2 separate regions of the Capsicum annuum genome follow, and region 2 is linked to region 1. A link is a contact called in public Hi-C data. All regions are on one chromosome and are shown on one strand. The core of a region is the stretch at or near the end of the contact, and the rest is flanking DNA. Distances in the headings are between cores, read along the strand shown. Region 1 holds the start of LOC107873461 (phosphomethylpyrimidine synthase, chloroplastic). Region 2 holds the start of LOC107874389.

Region 1 (7,816 bases), core at 2,247-4,746:
ATCCTTTTTCGAATTCCGTTAGAGGAGAGGTATTTTTGAGTCAAATATTTAACGGAGGGGTATTTTTAAACCAAAAATCTAACTAGAGTATTTTTGAGCTATTTTAGATAGTTCAGAGGTATTTTTGATCTTTTTCCATTAAATCAATAGTGAACAAATATTATTGAATCACATATTTTTGGCAGCTTGTCTATGATCATTTTCAGCAACTTTAGCATTTTGGTCCGTTGTCATTTTCTAGCCTAAAAGTAATGTTATCATGCTCTTATCTATTCACGTGTCAAAATTCTACAATCTTTTCCTTTCTATGTGCATTGGTTGACTCAGCATTTAGGAATTGTAGGAATTGTAGACGTTTGAAAGGTTTGAATACGTATAGTGATATTTCAGAATTTACTTGAAAATTAAAAGATTCAACTATCTTTTTGATTTAGTGGGTGTTTTTCTAAATTTTATACTAATTTTTATATATTATTTGTATAATTATACTTAATTTGTCTCGAATTTAGCTGATGCCAGAGCACAAAAAAAGGGTCATAGGTCTGCCCCTATCTAAGTGTGTTGGTTTCAGTAGACATGGAGGTAACGAGTAATCGTGAAATCGTTGAAGTGTGTGTAAACTTATCAGGCATTGTTATTCTTGTTAAAAAAAAAAAGTATCAACATTCAATTAGAAAAGCTACAAACCAGTAGTATCTTTACTAAGAAGTACAGTTTACTGGATCCTTAATTAAGTTCAAATGTTTGATGATGCAAGATTGCTCGAAATAACGTTAATCCGTGGAATTTGTTTTCCATTGTTTCATTTTTAAGGAATTAATTTTTCTTTAGAATATTTTTTGTCAAAAAGTTTGATCAAGCAAATATGAAAAAACTGAAAATTTTCTTCCGTATCACATGCATCCTTAATTGTAGAGTAAATTTCTAAAGTGCTCACTCAAGAAAATTATGAAGCAAGGTTACTTTATTTTATTGGAAAAAGGGTCAAATATATTCTAAATTTTTAAAAATGATATGTGAAAATATTCGTTATATTTTTAAGATGCTAATATTAATATTGTTATATTTTTGGGCCGCATATATTTTCAAAATGATATAAAAATACCATTCATTATATTTTTAGCTAATCAATGTCTTTATCTTATGTTTGGGCCATCTTAAGTTACCTGAAAAGACACGTAGCATTTACTGTGTATATACCTCATATTCTTTTATTTTACCCAAAATTACCCATATCATATTATTTTATCCACATTAAACCAAAATAAAAATTTAGCCCATGATTCTTTCTTCCAAAAGACTCTCACCCGTTGCTTTTCATCTCACTCACCCTTAACAATGGGTAAGGGTCTTTTGGTAGAAAAGAATCGCGGGTTAAGTTTTATCAAGATCTAATGGGGGTAAAATAATATGATATGAGAGAAGTTTTAAATTTTGCATAAAATAAAAAAAAAAGTGATATATGCGTTGTGATAATGTTACGTGCCTCTCCAGATAATTTAATATGACCTAAAAGTATCATGGTAAATGCATTGACAAGTTAAACGTATAACAAATGGTATTTGCATATCATTTTTAAAAATTTGAGGGCTATAAATGACCCAAAAATATGATGATAAGGATATTGACAATCCAAAAATATGATGAAGAATATTTGCATATCATTTTTGAACGTTCAAAGATATATTTATTCTTTTACCGTATTTTATTTATATTTAACCTTTTACCTTATTTTATTTCATAGAAAGTCACTCAATTTGGATGTTGTATCCTACAAAATCACTATTGTTGATTATAAACTAGATTCAAGATTTACGAGAAATCTTTCTTAGCATTTCAAATTCTAGTTTATATTATTTGGTGTGGGATTCAACTAGTAGTTTATCACTCTTTTCGTTTAAAAAAAAATGATTTATTTTCTTTTTTTAGTCTGTTTCAAAAAGAATGATCCCTTTTTTTTTTTGACAATATTTTGATTTCAACTTTACACGTACATATTAAGACCGCAAAATTGAAGAATATTCTAGTACAATTGACACAATTTTAATTTAGGACCACACAAATCAAAAATTTTCTTTACTTTCTTAAATTACGTGCCAAATTGAACTAAATCATTCTTTTTAAAATAAAGAAAAAGTAATAAAATTTATGCAAATATGTATTTTAGGAATCATTTTCGATCACATTAAAATTAGAAAGAGCTTATTTACCCGGAAAGTTACTAATTAGAAAATTAAAACTAGTATTTTATGAAAACATTTTCTTGGGATCATTTTCGATATCACCAAAACTAGAAAGTGCTCATCTACCGGGGAAGCTACTAATCAGAAAATTAGAACTCAAAATATAGTGTTGTATTTAGAAAAATAATTAAGCATTTCCTTTTTTTTTTTTTTTTTTTTTTTTTCTATTTGGTGATGATGTAAGAAATGAATAGGTTTTAATTTTAATTCTTAATTAAAAAAATGATAAATTATAAGCCCCGTGACTATTTTTAGTAATGGTTACATAAATTTCAATCCTTTAGAGTTAATTATTCTCTATTTAATTTTTTTTTTTACAAAAATATTAAAAATCCTTGATTTAGTGTAGGGTATATCACATTTTTTTGAGATATATCACTTAATTTTACGCGGATGCATCACATAGTTTTACACGGATACATTACATTCCACCCAAATATATCATATTCTTTCGAGTACGTCACTTAATTTTACATGGATGCATCACATTTTTTTGGATACATCACTTAATTTTACATAGATACATCACATTTTTCTGTAATGTATCAGAGTTTTAACGTAAAATCAGAGGTTTATATAATTATTTAAAAAGATTGAAATATTAAATAATTATGATTAACTAAGTTATGGTATTGATTTTTCCTTATTTTTAAAAGCCAAGTTTGATTCATTAAATATATTTTTAGACAAAACATAGAATTTGAATATTTCTAAGGCATTTTTGGTATTGGCATAATATAGCTCTTGAGGCAGTGATTTGAAACTAATTTTCTACAGTGATTTGAAACTAATTTTCTACAGTAATTCATCAATATAGTCTTTAACTTGCCATTAATTGATATTTATGTTTTCTTCCATCAATATAGTCTTTAACTTGCCATTAATTGATATTTATGTTTTCTTACTTTGAATATGCATAAGTAAATATTTAAATTTGTATAAAATTGAATAAGTAAAAACGCATATCCTACTTGACATTTACGTGCCAATTCGTGTGAGATTGTCATGTCCTTACTTGTACACACTCTACACTTAAAATTAAACCGCATAAATGCTAGTTGAGACCAAATTAAAAAATATATTTATGTAATGCCTTAAGGTATTTCGACCGGGGTATTATGGTACAATCATATAAACAAAAATATCTAGGAGAAAATATATAGAAAAAATATCTAACAGGACGTGGGGAACAAATGAGTAAGCCAGGTAAGCTCTAGCAATCTAGCTTATTAGTTTTGACTGTTTGAGTGACTGGAAAATGTCCCTATAAATTAGCACTAGTAACAGATATTGGTCATATCGTCACTGATATTTCTCTCTCCCAAAAAAGAAACTCATTTCAATTTTCATCATTTTGCTTGTGTTCACAGATAAGGCAGACAGACACAGAGCTCTAATTCATTTGCTTAAGGTTCATTTTTCTCTCTCCAATTTTTTGATTTAATTAATTATTTTATGCTACGTTGTTCTGACTCTTAAAAAATATTTTACTCATGTCTAATTTTCGAAAAGAAGAAAGCATTTCTGAAAGATCTCCTAGAAAATGTATAGGATCTTTTAAAATTAACGCATTTTGAAAGATCTACACATGTGCACGGGCGGTGTGAAGTAGAGCTGCGACTTTTATTCTATTGAACCTCCCTTCCACTGAAAATTATATTACTATTTATATATATGGTAAAAATTATTTTTTATATATATGAATACTGCATGTTGAATTCCTTCGACTTTTTGGTGTATTTATGTAAAAATTCTGATTCGCCAATATATATAGATTCTTTCAACATAGAGCTAATGTATAGATTCTTTCATGCATGCCTTTTTTAATCCTTTTGGAGTTCACTACAAAGAAAACCAAACTTCTTTGCAAAATTATTCATAGCTAACATAATTTTTTTTAATCCATCGTTAGATAGGATTAGCTATAGATTTTTCTGTTTAGCTAGAGTATTTCTGTATGTGGTTAATTCGTATGTTTTGTTTAGTTGTGAAATAGTCATTCAACATAAGAATTTTTTAGGCAAAAGTAAAAAAAATCTATCTTTTGTGTTTTAAAATCGCTAAACTTATGGATGGTTATTCAGAAAATAAATTTGATTGAAATGTCCATTAAGCAAAAAGCCAAGTAGGCATGCCAAATCAGCTGACAGGTGCTTTTCATGCCAGGCAATAGGGCTTGGCTGTTGTTCAAATTTCAGCCTTTGATATGTTTTTCTGCCTCTTCGATAGTAGCTTGTTTAGCCAAACTTTTAAAATTAACTTATTTTGAAAAAGTTTTGTTTAAAAAAGTACTCCCTTCGTTTAAAAAATAATGATCTATGATTTGACATAAAATTTAAAACAATAAAGAAATTTTTGAATCTCGTGGCCTTAAATTAAAATATTGTCAAAAAAAGAGAAAAGGGTCATTCTTTTTTAAACGGATTAAAAAAGAAAGTAGGTTGTTCATTTTGAAACGTAAGGAGTAGTACTTTTCATGTGATGCGGAAAGTTAGGTTGAGATGGTTTGGACATGTGATGAGGAGAGACACGAATGCCCCAGTTCGTAGGTGTGAGAAACTAGCTTTGAATGGTTTTAGATGGGGTAGGGGTAGGCCGAAAAAATACTAGAGAGGTGATTAAACGTGACATGGAACAGTTACAGTTTACTGAAGACATGACCCTAAATAGGAAGGTATGGAAGACAAGAATTAGGTCGGTGCTTGTGGGTTGGTCGTAGCCAGTAGTTAGGAGAGTTTTGGGGTAGCCGGGCTGGTAATCTTAGGGCTATGTCCATAGGTTGGAGTTGCTAGTAGGAGGGTATGGGGGTGGGGGTGCCTTTGGTTTGTTAGTGCAGGGTATTACTTTGTGAGTGTTTTATTTCTGTTATTCCATCTTGTTTCATGCTTTATTACGAATTTATTTACTATTCTTTGTCTTGAGCCGGGGTCTATTGGAAACAACCTTTCTACTCCTCTAAAAGTAGTGATATAAACTGCGTACATTTTATCTCCCCAAACCCACTATGTGGGAATATATTGGGTTTGGTGTTGTAGGAAGTAGTACTTTTGATCAGAAATAATTTGTGTTTGGTCGATAAATTTAAAAGTTCTTTTTGACCAAATTTTTTAAAAATATTTTAAAGTGTATATTTCTCAAAGTGCTTTCTAAGAAAGTATTTTTGGAAGTTCTAGCTTTGGTGGACAGAATTACCGTATATCTATTGACAGTGAGAGGTGACAAATATTCTTTAGATTTAGTCGAAGTGCACGAAAGTTGATTCGGACATCACGGTTATAAAAAAAAATATTTTTGAAAAAAAAAGTTCTTTTTTTTTAGCTTCTACTATTCATAGAAACACTGGGTGAGTTTGGTATGATGGAAAATATTTTTGAAAAATGTTTTCTATTTTCGCTTATTTGGTTGTAATGAAATGTTGGGGAAAATATTTTCCACAACAACTTATTTTCCTCAATTTGATGCAAAATGACTTCCCTCATGAGTCAAAGGAAGTCATTTTCCAGAAATTGAGAAATGTGACTTATGACTCTACCTCCACCCCTCTTCCCCACCTCAACAACACTCATATTCACATGACTCAAAAAATTCGCATTTCTAAAAAGTTTACATTACTCGAAAATATTTTTCACTCTGCTTTGCTTCAATTTTTCACTGCTTGAAATAAAAAATAGTGAAGCCCGGATTTTTTTTCATTTTCAATGTTCGTTGAATGTATTGTTATTTTCGTATTCATAGAGGAAGACTTATCTATGTTACTTTTGTTAATTGCATATTTAATCTTGTCATCGATGTAACTTGTTTCACGAGGTTGAATAAGCTTATCGTTCCATTATATTTCTATTGATTGTAGTATCTTGATATTATCCTGGAAATATGTTGAAAAGTGTCTCCTATACTTCTTAATTAATAGTTGCTTAAATTTAGTAATTGTAGTACTTTAATATTCGATATTGATATTATTTGTTATGCTTAAATTATTTTTTACAAATTGTTGGGTTGTTAAAGGCACTGATATACTAGTTAATAGTTAGTAGTATTTTCTAAAAAATATTTTTTTACTCACCAATCAAACACTAGAAAATATTTTTCTAAAAAATATACTCACTCACCCCGAATACCATAAAATATTTTTCGAAAAATATTTTCCACATACCAATCAAACATGAGAAAATAAGTAAAAAATCAACCTATTTTTCAGGAAAACATTTTCCATGGAAAATAACCAAACACAGCTTGCGTGATTTTTTTAAAATTAACACTTTTGGCCTCCCAAAAGATTGGCCAAACAGGCTTATAGCCTGGTGACCAGTTACCTCGTACGCTGTAGAATGATTGAATTGTGTGTAAAAATGATTGGTTCAGTTGAGCCCGTTAATTATATATTGCACCTGCCTCTAATACTTGGAATGATCTTCCAAACACAGTCAATAAATTAGAATATCATTGTTCAAGCATAGCCTTTGTGTTGACGATCAATATACTGTTACCTTGAAACTAGAATGTCACCGTTGAATGTGCCCAAATCTAGTACTCCCTGCCTCCCCTTTTATGTTGTGATGTTTGACTTGATATGAAGTTTAAGTTAAACACTTTTGAAGTTGTTCAAAATATGTCATGACATTTATGTAGCTATAAAATCATGTAAACTAAAAAATCATCTAAAGATAAAATGAGAAATTTAAAAGTAAATTGTTTTGCGAAAGTAGAAAAGTGCCTTTTTCCCCGGAACAAACAAAAGTAGGGAGTGAATATTTAACCTAAAGAAAGTACATTTTGCTATAACTTATGATCTAGCTACGAATTCTGAAGTCTCCCAGATTCTTTTCGCATTTTGGTTTATGATATTCAACTGGTAGAATCACTCACTTTTTGCTGTATCATTACAAGCATGACTTGTTAAATATGTTTTATCATTCTGCTTATATATCAATGAATTTATAGTACTAAACTTGTGACAGAATTGCTTTGATATCCTCAGACAGGGATAGAAAGATGACGTCTGTCCAAACTGCTTTGACATCACTCCTGTGCAAGAATGTGAACCATCATCCACAAGTAAACTTTCCAAACAGTTCCTTCTTGCCAAGGTTCGAGTTGACGGGGCAAGTTGCTGTTATGAGGAGAAGGGAGACATGTTTCAATTATATTTCAAGCCCGAGAGCAACACTAACCTTTGATCCTCCCAGTACTAGTAACAACGAGAAGACAAAGCCAAAGCACACGGTTGATCCTAATGCTCCTGATTTCCTGCCACTTCCATCATTTGAAGAATGCTTCCCAAAAAGCTCCAAAGAATACAGGTCTGCCTTCTGTCTTCACTTATTTAGATCTTCGAGATAACACTATTTATTGAGGATTCAGTACGTGGAATCTGTAACAATATTATACTATCGAGACTTCTCTTTGATATCTTGAGTGAAGTGGTTAAGCGTTCAAAATATTTCTTCAGAAACAGTGTTGTATAGAACTTGGCGGCTTGCCTTATTCTCAAGGATAATGTATAAACATTGACAGTGTGAACATTTTTTGTTCAATCAGCGGTGTAAGAAAACACAACAATATTATACTATTGA
Region 2 (7,816 bases), core at 3,614-6,113, 200 kb after region 1:
TCTTTATTTAGAATTTGAGCATTTAGATGAGAAACTAGTTAAATCATCCTAAAAGAATTTTCGGGGGTAACTTTTAGAAAAAAATCTCTTTTAATAAATTTGATGATTTCATTGAGTTCATAACGTTGAAATTACCCTAGTAGAATTATTAGTTTACTTCAATAAGGTCTCGAAGTAGAAATTTTCATAATTCTCTTTAGTTGAGCTATTGCATCGCATAGAACAATATTTCTTCTTTGTATTTGTAGGGGTACTTTCACCTTTTTAGAAAGGATTTTATTATTTATTTGGATCATAAAGATGGCTCAGTGTTTACGAAAGGTTGGAGTTTTTGGTCATTGCAACTGCAAGATGGTGGCCATATTAGCAAAGCGTTAGCAGTTTGGGTCTAGTTCGGTTGCCCATCACATTTATGATGGTCTTATTGCATTCATGGAAGTTTGTGTTGGTTCAACCACATGTTCGCGACATGTGTTTGCGAAGGACATTTAATCCTTAGGAAATATAAAAAAAAAAATTCATAATTTTTGTCTATTTTCACCATTTTGTGCTCTGAGAGCTCAATTTTAAGAGTTTTAAAGAGGATTATCATCAAGAGTATTTAGGTAAGATTCTAAAAATGATCTCCATCATCATTCATTGATTTTATCTTAAAAATAACTTCTAAACTTGAATTTTTAGGGTTTCACCCGGTAAAAGTGAGAAAATGATCTTTTTTAAAAGAAAAAATTTCAATTTTTCAATAGATTTTAATATTTAGAATTCAAGAAGTACGAAAAATTTGATTTTTTAAATAAAATTTCTATTTCACCCTTTATTCTTCGGAATCAATTTTTAAACTATTTTTTGACCCAAAATAAATGTAGCTAATATGAGTATCGTTAGATTTCTTTTGATATGTTGATTAAGTTTTTGATAAATTGGTTTGATACGAGGCCAGACGAAATAAATAGGTCCTTGTTGAAGGGTCTAGGCTAGAGTTTTGGCTTCCATCGTAGGCTATGACTTAACTTTTTTCAGACCAGGTTGGGTAATTAATCATTCATGTGAAGTATGCTATGGGTTGGAGATTTGATCGTGTGATTCAACTTTTGAGATCATCATTATATCATATTCTCATGTGAGGGCTTATGTAAACCTTATTATTGTCTTGAGAGACTATTATTACTGTGATGTCTAAGTAGGGGGTTGGTTTTGGTCCTGTTTGAGTATTATTCGGGAGGAGACTCAGAGCATTTCACTGTCCTGACAGGATTGCATCAGGGATCTACTCTTAGTCCCTTTTTGTTTGCGCTAGTAATGGATGTGTTAACGCGGCGTATCCAAGGGGAGGTGCCGTGGTGTATGCTTTTTGCAGACGATGTAGTCCTGATAGATGAGACGCGAGGGGGTGTGAACGACAAATTAGAGCTGTGGAGGCAAACTCTGGAGTCTAAAGGGTTCAGGGTGAGCAGAACCAAGACAGAGTATGTGGATTGTAAGTTTAATGACGTAAGGCGAGAGAATGAGGTAGTGGTGAGGCTAGAAGCGCAGGAGGTAAAGAAAAGGGATAAGTTCAAGTACCTCGGGTCCGTGATCCAGAGTAACGGTGAGATTGACGAGGATGTCTCGCACCGTATCGGGGCGGGATGGATGAAGTGGAAACTTGCATCGGGGGTGCTGTGTGATAAGAAGGTGCCGCCCAAGCTTAAAGGTAAATTCTATAGGGTGGTAGTCCGTCCGGCCTTGCTGTATGGAGCGGAGTGTTGGCCAGTTAAGAACTCCCACACCCAAAGAATGAAGGTGGCAGAAATGCGGATGTTGCGCTGGATGTGTGGACTGACCCGAAGGGATAGAGCTCGGAATGAGACTATCCGGGAGAAGGTTGGGGTGACTTCAGTGGAGTGTAAGATGCGGGAAGCACGATTGAGATGGTTCGGACACGTGAAGAGGAGGGGCATGGATGCCCCGGTCCGTAGGTGTGAGAGGCTAGCGTTGGATGGTTTTAGACGGGGTAGGGGTAGACCGAAGAAGTACTGGGGTGAGGTGATTAGGCGGGACATGGAACAGTTACAGCTTACCGAGGACATGACCCTAGATAGGAAGGTCTGGAAGACGCGAATTACGGCAGAGGACTAGGGCCTGTTCGGGTCGCTAATGTAGGGAGGTAATTGGTGGGGGTGTATTCCTGGTATGATTCCGTATTCAATGTTCTGTTCCGTGTTCCGTGTTCTATGTTTGTTACGAATCTGTGTGCTTTCCTCTGCTTTATATTCCTGCATTCCTGCTTTACTCTGTTTTATATTCCTTATGGCTGCAGTATCTATGTTATGTCATCTGCTTCTGTGCTGTACTATGTGTTTGTTTGATATCTCGTAACTTGAGCCGGGGGTCTTTCGGAAACAGCCTTTCTACTTCATCAGAGGTAGAGGTATGGACTGCGTACATCTTACCCCCCCCAGACCCCACAAAGTGGGAATACACTGGGTTTGTTGTTGTTGTTGTATTATTGTGATGCTTGAGTGAGGGCTTGAATTGATATTTGATATCTAACATAACTCTTTACTACCATGTTACTATATGTTGGATTATATATCATGATCTATTTAGATTTGAGGAGATTTGAGCATATTTATATCAGTATTATGTTAATTTATCACATGACATTTGTTTGGTTTTCAACATGCATCTTTATTCCATTCATAGAATTTATGGAACTGGAATCACTGAGAGATACTGACTTTTTTGAAATAAATAAGATACTTGACCAAGTGATGTACTGGTCGAGTTGATTATGGTATTATGATAGTATATGGGTTGTAAAGCCCCATGGATCCTTTCTGTATCTTTATCTCTTTTGGTGTATAGCTTATCTATCCAGGGTTGGGATGAGGTAGGTGTCATCATGATCTTGACTTTTAGGTCCTGACAAATTAGTATTGGAGTGCTAGGCTCACTAGTCTCTTAAGTAAAAAATCAATATGTCTAATATTGTCCCGCTGATTGATACATTAGCATATATATCTATATTCAGGAGCCTATGGAAAGTCCTTATGAAAATATCTTTAATTTGATTCCATATTGTGTATAATGTTTGTCCAGTATTCTAAACTTGCACTCTATTATTTCAGCATAGATGGTGAGGACACATATGTTAAGCTCGTCATTTCAGGAAGTCCGTACAAAAGGACCCAAGAACATATATTAAGCTTGTCACAAGTTTTTACCAGTAAAGAGTAGACTAGCCAGATTCTAGTCCGAGTAGACTAGCCAAATTCTCAAGGACGTTTTGAGAGCTAGTTTGATTAACTTTGGTGGTCATTAGAACTAACTTTTGTCTTTGGTGAAGTTTGCTTAGAATAACAGCTACTAATCAAACATTCAGATGGCTTCATGTGAGGTCTTGTATAATAGGAGGTGTCGTTTACTAATTACTGATTTAAGTCCTTTAAGGCTAGGCCATACGGTACAGATTTGAAGAATGAGGCCTTAAATAAGGTCAACTTGATTTTTGAGTGATCGATCACAACTCAAAGTAGGCTAAAAAGCTACATAAATCAGAAGGTTTGTAAAATGGAGTTCATAGAAGTTGAGCAGATATTATTGAAAGTCTCACCTATGAAGGTTTTCATGCGTTTTGAGGAGGACAATTTGAGCTCGAGATTTATAGGTTGGTCAGTTGAAATTTTATCGTGTATTGGGGAGTTGGTCTACGAGCTTGCGTTGTCACCCAGCTTGGCAGGTGTTAATCCAGTTTTTCATTTATCTAGGTTATTGAAGTGCTATGAGGATTACAACTGGACACCATTTAGCTTGATAAGAATTTGAAACTTGAGGAGGAGCGTTTGTCCTATCTAACACATTTTTATAATCCGCCGTTAATCATATTTAACAATAGATTATTAGAAAATTTCATTAGCTATGAGCTCTTTAGCAATGAAATTCGTGAGTCATGACATATTTCAATTTTTTCGTAGCGTTTGTTGGAAGTCATAACAAAATTACTGTTTGACGTATTTGGATGGAGACATTTAACTCTAATTTTTCCTATTTTAAATATTGCATATCTAAAATAAAAAATTGTAATTAGAAAACTAACTTGATTGATTTCGACATTTGTCATAATAAGTAAAAATAAATCCAAACTAAATTGCAAACATCCTTTAACTAAGACAAGGCGTCTCTTCTACCAAACATCCTTTAACTAAGACAAGACGTCTCTTCTACCATCTTTAGGGTCGAACAATCCATCTTGGCCCGATGAGAAAAATCGTGAGCTCATACTTACCCTAAACTAATCTAGGGATGATTTTAATCTAGGGATGATTTTAATGCTTCGGATCATCCCAATCAATTGATAGTTACAACAGTTTAAAAGCTACATACTTCAACAAATTCATTAGAGTTTGTGCAACACTTTAAATAAGTTGATATCAATTGAATTATAGAATTGCAGATCAAATTACAAAGCGAAGACATATATAGATTGACATACAATATCAAGTGCATGACATTTATGAATGTTTTATAAGACTTCATATCCATTGATTTAAAATTCTAAATCCATCTCTAGTCATTCTTTCTTTGCAAAGAGGCCCCCGAAGCCTCCAAAACCATTGGAATTCTTCTTGGGAGGAGGGCTTGAAACTGATTTCTTGCTGCTGCTGACAGTTGTGGTGATACCACTCTTACCCTCCACTTTTTTCAAGATTGGATCAGTCTCCAATAATTGGTCTTCTTTTGTTAATGCCCCTAGGAAAAAATCCAAGATTGACTTCTCTTCATTGCTTCCTCCAGAACTTTTTGCTGATGTAGCTCTATTATATACTACTCTTCTTTGGGTAGTAGTTGCAATTGGAGGAACAAAAAAGTTCAAAGAAGCCATTCGAATTGGTTAATTCTTGAATTTTTGTATAGGAATTTGGTGTAATGAATAAAGGGGCAAGAACCAATATTGTAAGTGTAGGTAATATATCTTAGTTGTTTGGATTAAATTTTGGTCAGATGAGTGAAGATTGTGAAGAGAATTAAATGAATGTGTTTTGTGGCATGGGTTCTCCACAAGTGGCTTATCCTTTCCCTAGTCTTTTTTTTTTCTCCCCTTGTATTTAATGGTTTCTTCTTTTTCTTTAATATAATTTTATTTGTGTGAGTTGCTTACATCGTCAGTCTTAAGTCTGAATAAAGGAGGAAGGTCATATTATGCTGACAACCAGCATAAAACTTGTCAATTCATGATGAATCCTCATAAAAAGCTTACATGAAGAAATGAAGATTCATATAACCGACCTCAACTTAATTTGGGACTGAATATTATATATAAAATTTGTTGAATCTACCCATATGAGAAATAAAGTTTCTAGTTTTAAATTAGATGTTTGACATTGTTACAATTTATTCAGTTCATTAGAATTTTTGACTCCGCAAATGTAGGACATAAAGTAGTATGTGGTTCACACCCGTTACTCTTGGACTATACATATAGTAGAGTAATTTTATGAAAATAAACTCATGCTAAGTTGTCACATATGTATTAGCTGCAGCCTTATTCTGCCCTATTGTGTTTGTAGAATTTTGCAATGCTTCTATTTCAATTCTAATGTCTTACTTTATAGAAAACAAATCTTAAAAAATGATAAAAAGAATTTCTAAATTCATGATCTTCGATAAAAACATGCATAATCTCTTAAATCTTTTGATCTTAAATTTGTGATATAGAATGTTGAAATTGAAAACTTACAAAATATATAAAATTATATATATAAAAAATACATCTTTGATTCAGACAAAAAATGAAAGTAAGACACTTGAATCAAAATGGAAAGGGTATTTGTTTTGATGAAAAAGGAAAAAAGCTTTAGAAAATTAAATATTGCATCTTCCATTATTCCTTTGTTACATTTCATTTTTCTTCAATTTATTCGTGCCTTGTTCTGTTTATACTTTTCTTGATTCTTTTTTATTTGCTTAATATGTTTTCTAATTTTCTAAGGTGGAAGAAGAAGAAATAGATGAGAACTTCGTCCTGGCATGTGTGATAGAGGAGTTGACACGTGGCAAATATTGGACCAACTTATCATTAGCATGTTTTTGGACTTTGTATTCTACCATATGCTAATGATCACCAACCATCTTTTACTAAAAATGACCTTTTGATTGTGGTGTATACATTTTGGGTATATTTGGATGGATATAAGCTGACCCAAACCAAAGCACTGTTCGGCCCTAATATCCAGAGTTTAAACAGGGGCAATTGCACAAATACCTAATTTGGACACTCCCAATTGGGTAGTACAAATTTTGTACATTTAAGGATAAATTATGTAAAAACATAAATTTAAAAGGTATAAATATATTAAATTTCTTATTTTTTAAAATATTTCATAAAATTTGATATTTTTCCTTTTTCTCTTGATATATCGATAATTTATATCTATATCTATATCTATAATGTATATCTATATCTATATTTATATCTATAATCTATAATATATTAAAAGTCTGAAGACCCTAATTTGAACTTTTTACCCTTCATTAAAAGACTCCGCTTTAGATAAAATCGTCCTTTTCCTTTTCCTACAACTAAATATAGCAATTATTTTCTAAAATTAAATTGTCCAATTTTGTCCAAATTTGTAACAATCGTCTTTTTCCTTTTTCCTACAATTAAATATAGTAATTGTTTTCTACAATTAAATTATTTAAGATTGTCCAAATTTGTAGCAACCGTATTTTTCCAATTAAATATAGCAATTGTTTTCTATCTTTAAATTATTTAAGTTTGTCCAAATTTGTAACAACCGTATTTTTCCAAACAACGGTCTCCTTTTCCAAGCCGTCGTTTTTCTTTTTCCTGCCATCCTTTTTCAAGCCGTTTTTTTCCCTTTTCCTACAATTAAATATAGTAATTATTTTCAATAATTAAATTATTCAAGTTTGTCCAAATTTGTGACAACCGTATTTTTTTAAACAACCTTCTGCCTTTTCCAAGCCAAATTTTTTTTGTCCAAATTTGAATTTGATTTTTTCAAAATTCTCTCAAGGTTTTTCACAACCGTATTTTTCCAAATTTGTTTTTGTCCAAATTTAAATTTGTGTTCTAATTTTTTCACAACCGTATTTTTCCAAATTTACTTTTTCCCATAAATATTATTTCATCGTTTTCATCTGTTTCATCTATTTAAACGCTGTAATTTTTTATTATTCATCGTTTTTCATTGTTTTCATCTCAACAACTACTTCAATAATTTTAGTTTCAGGTTCCATTGTTTCTATCTCAGCAACTGCTTCAACAATTTCATTTCCAGATTTTTGATGTCACAACATCACTCCCTTTTTTCATTGTTAATTTGAAGACAATGTTACTCGCTATGAAAAATTAAATCAATTTGAAGACAATGTTACTTGTTATGTCAGCTTCAATTAATTAGCTTAACTTAGCTTAAGGTGTGCGTTAATCTACTTAGATCGAAGTGTTCATTAGTCTATGGCTCATTAATCTATTTAACTTTCAGCTGTTTGTTAATATGTTTTGATTTCTATTGCTCATAACTAATCTTCTTTGTTTATCCATCTACCAACAAGATTCACATATTCAGGTATAATTCATTCCATCTCACAAATTCTGTTATCAAATTATACGTTCTTGTCGTTCTAACTTTCACGCATGATTTCTTAAAGACTATCATACGATGGATTCTATCACCGAAGTTGTAGGAATCAACACTTTGAAGCCAAACGAGTGTATCTGGATGATCAAAGTCTTGATCATCGAAAGCGGGCCAATGAAACCGTTTAAGAATGGAGGTGGCTTTCGAAAAACTGTGATATTAGTTGA

The links. Hi-C and Micro-C count contacts between places; a contact is called where the count stands out from the background.
Region 2: a Hi-C map of leaf shows a contact between it and region 1, with 3 times the contacts expected there. The contact joins the promoter of LOC107874389 here to the promoter of LOC107873461 in region 1. A contact is called at or near these places in 2 of 5 Hi-C or Micro-C datasets (both in leaf).

Annotation. Positions count from the first base shown.
Region 1 is chr6:35,394,870-35,402,685 of UCD10Xv1.1, forward strand. LOC107873461 (phosphomethylpyrimidine synthase, chloroplastic) reads left to right here and starts at 3,497. Exons shown (of 7, transcript XR_007057019.1): 1 at 3,497-3,654; 2 at 7,222-7,543.
Region 2 is chr6:35,591,730-35,599,545 of UCD10Xv1.1, forward strand. It overlaps LOC107874389, which reads right to left and starts at 4,864. Exons shown (of 1, transcript XM_016721184.1): 1 at 4,553-4,864. The coding sequence starts at 4,864. The coding sequence ends at 4,553. It overlaps LOC124899683 (a long non-coding RNA gene), which reads right to left. Exons shown (of 5, transcript XR_007057021.1): 5 at 6,499-7,816.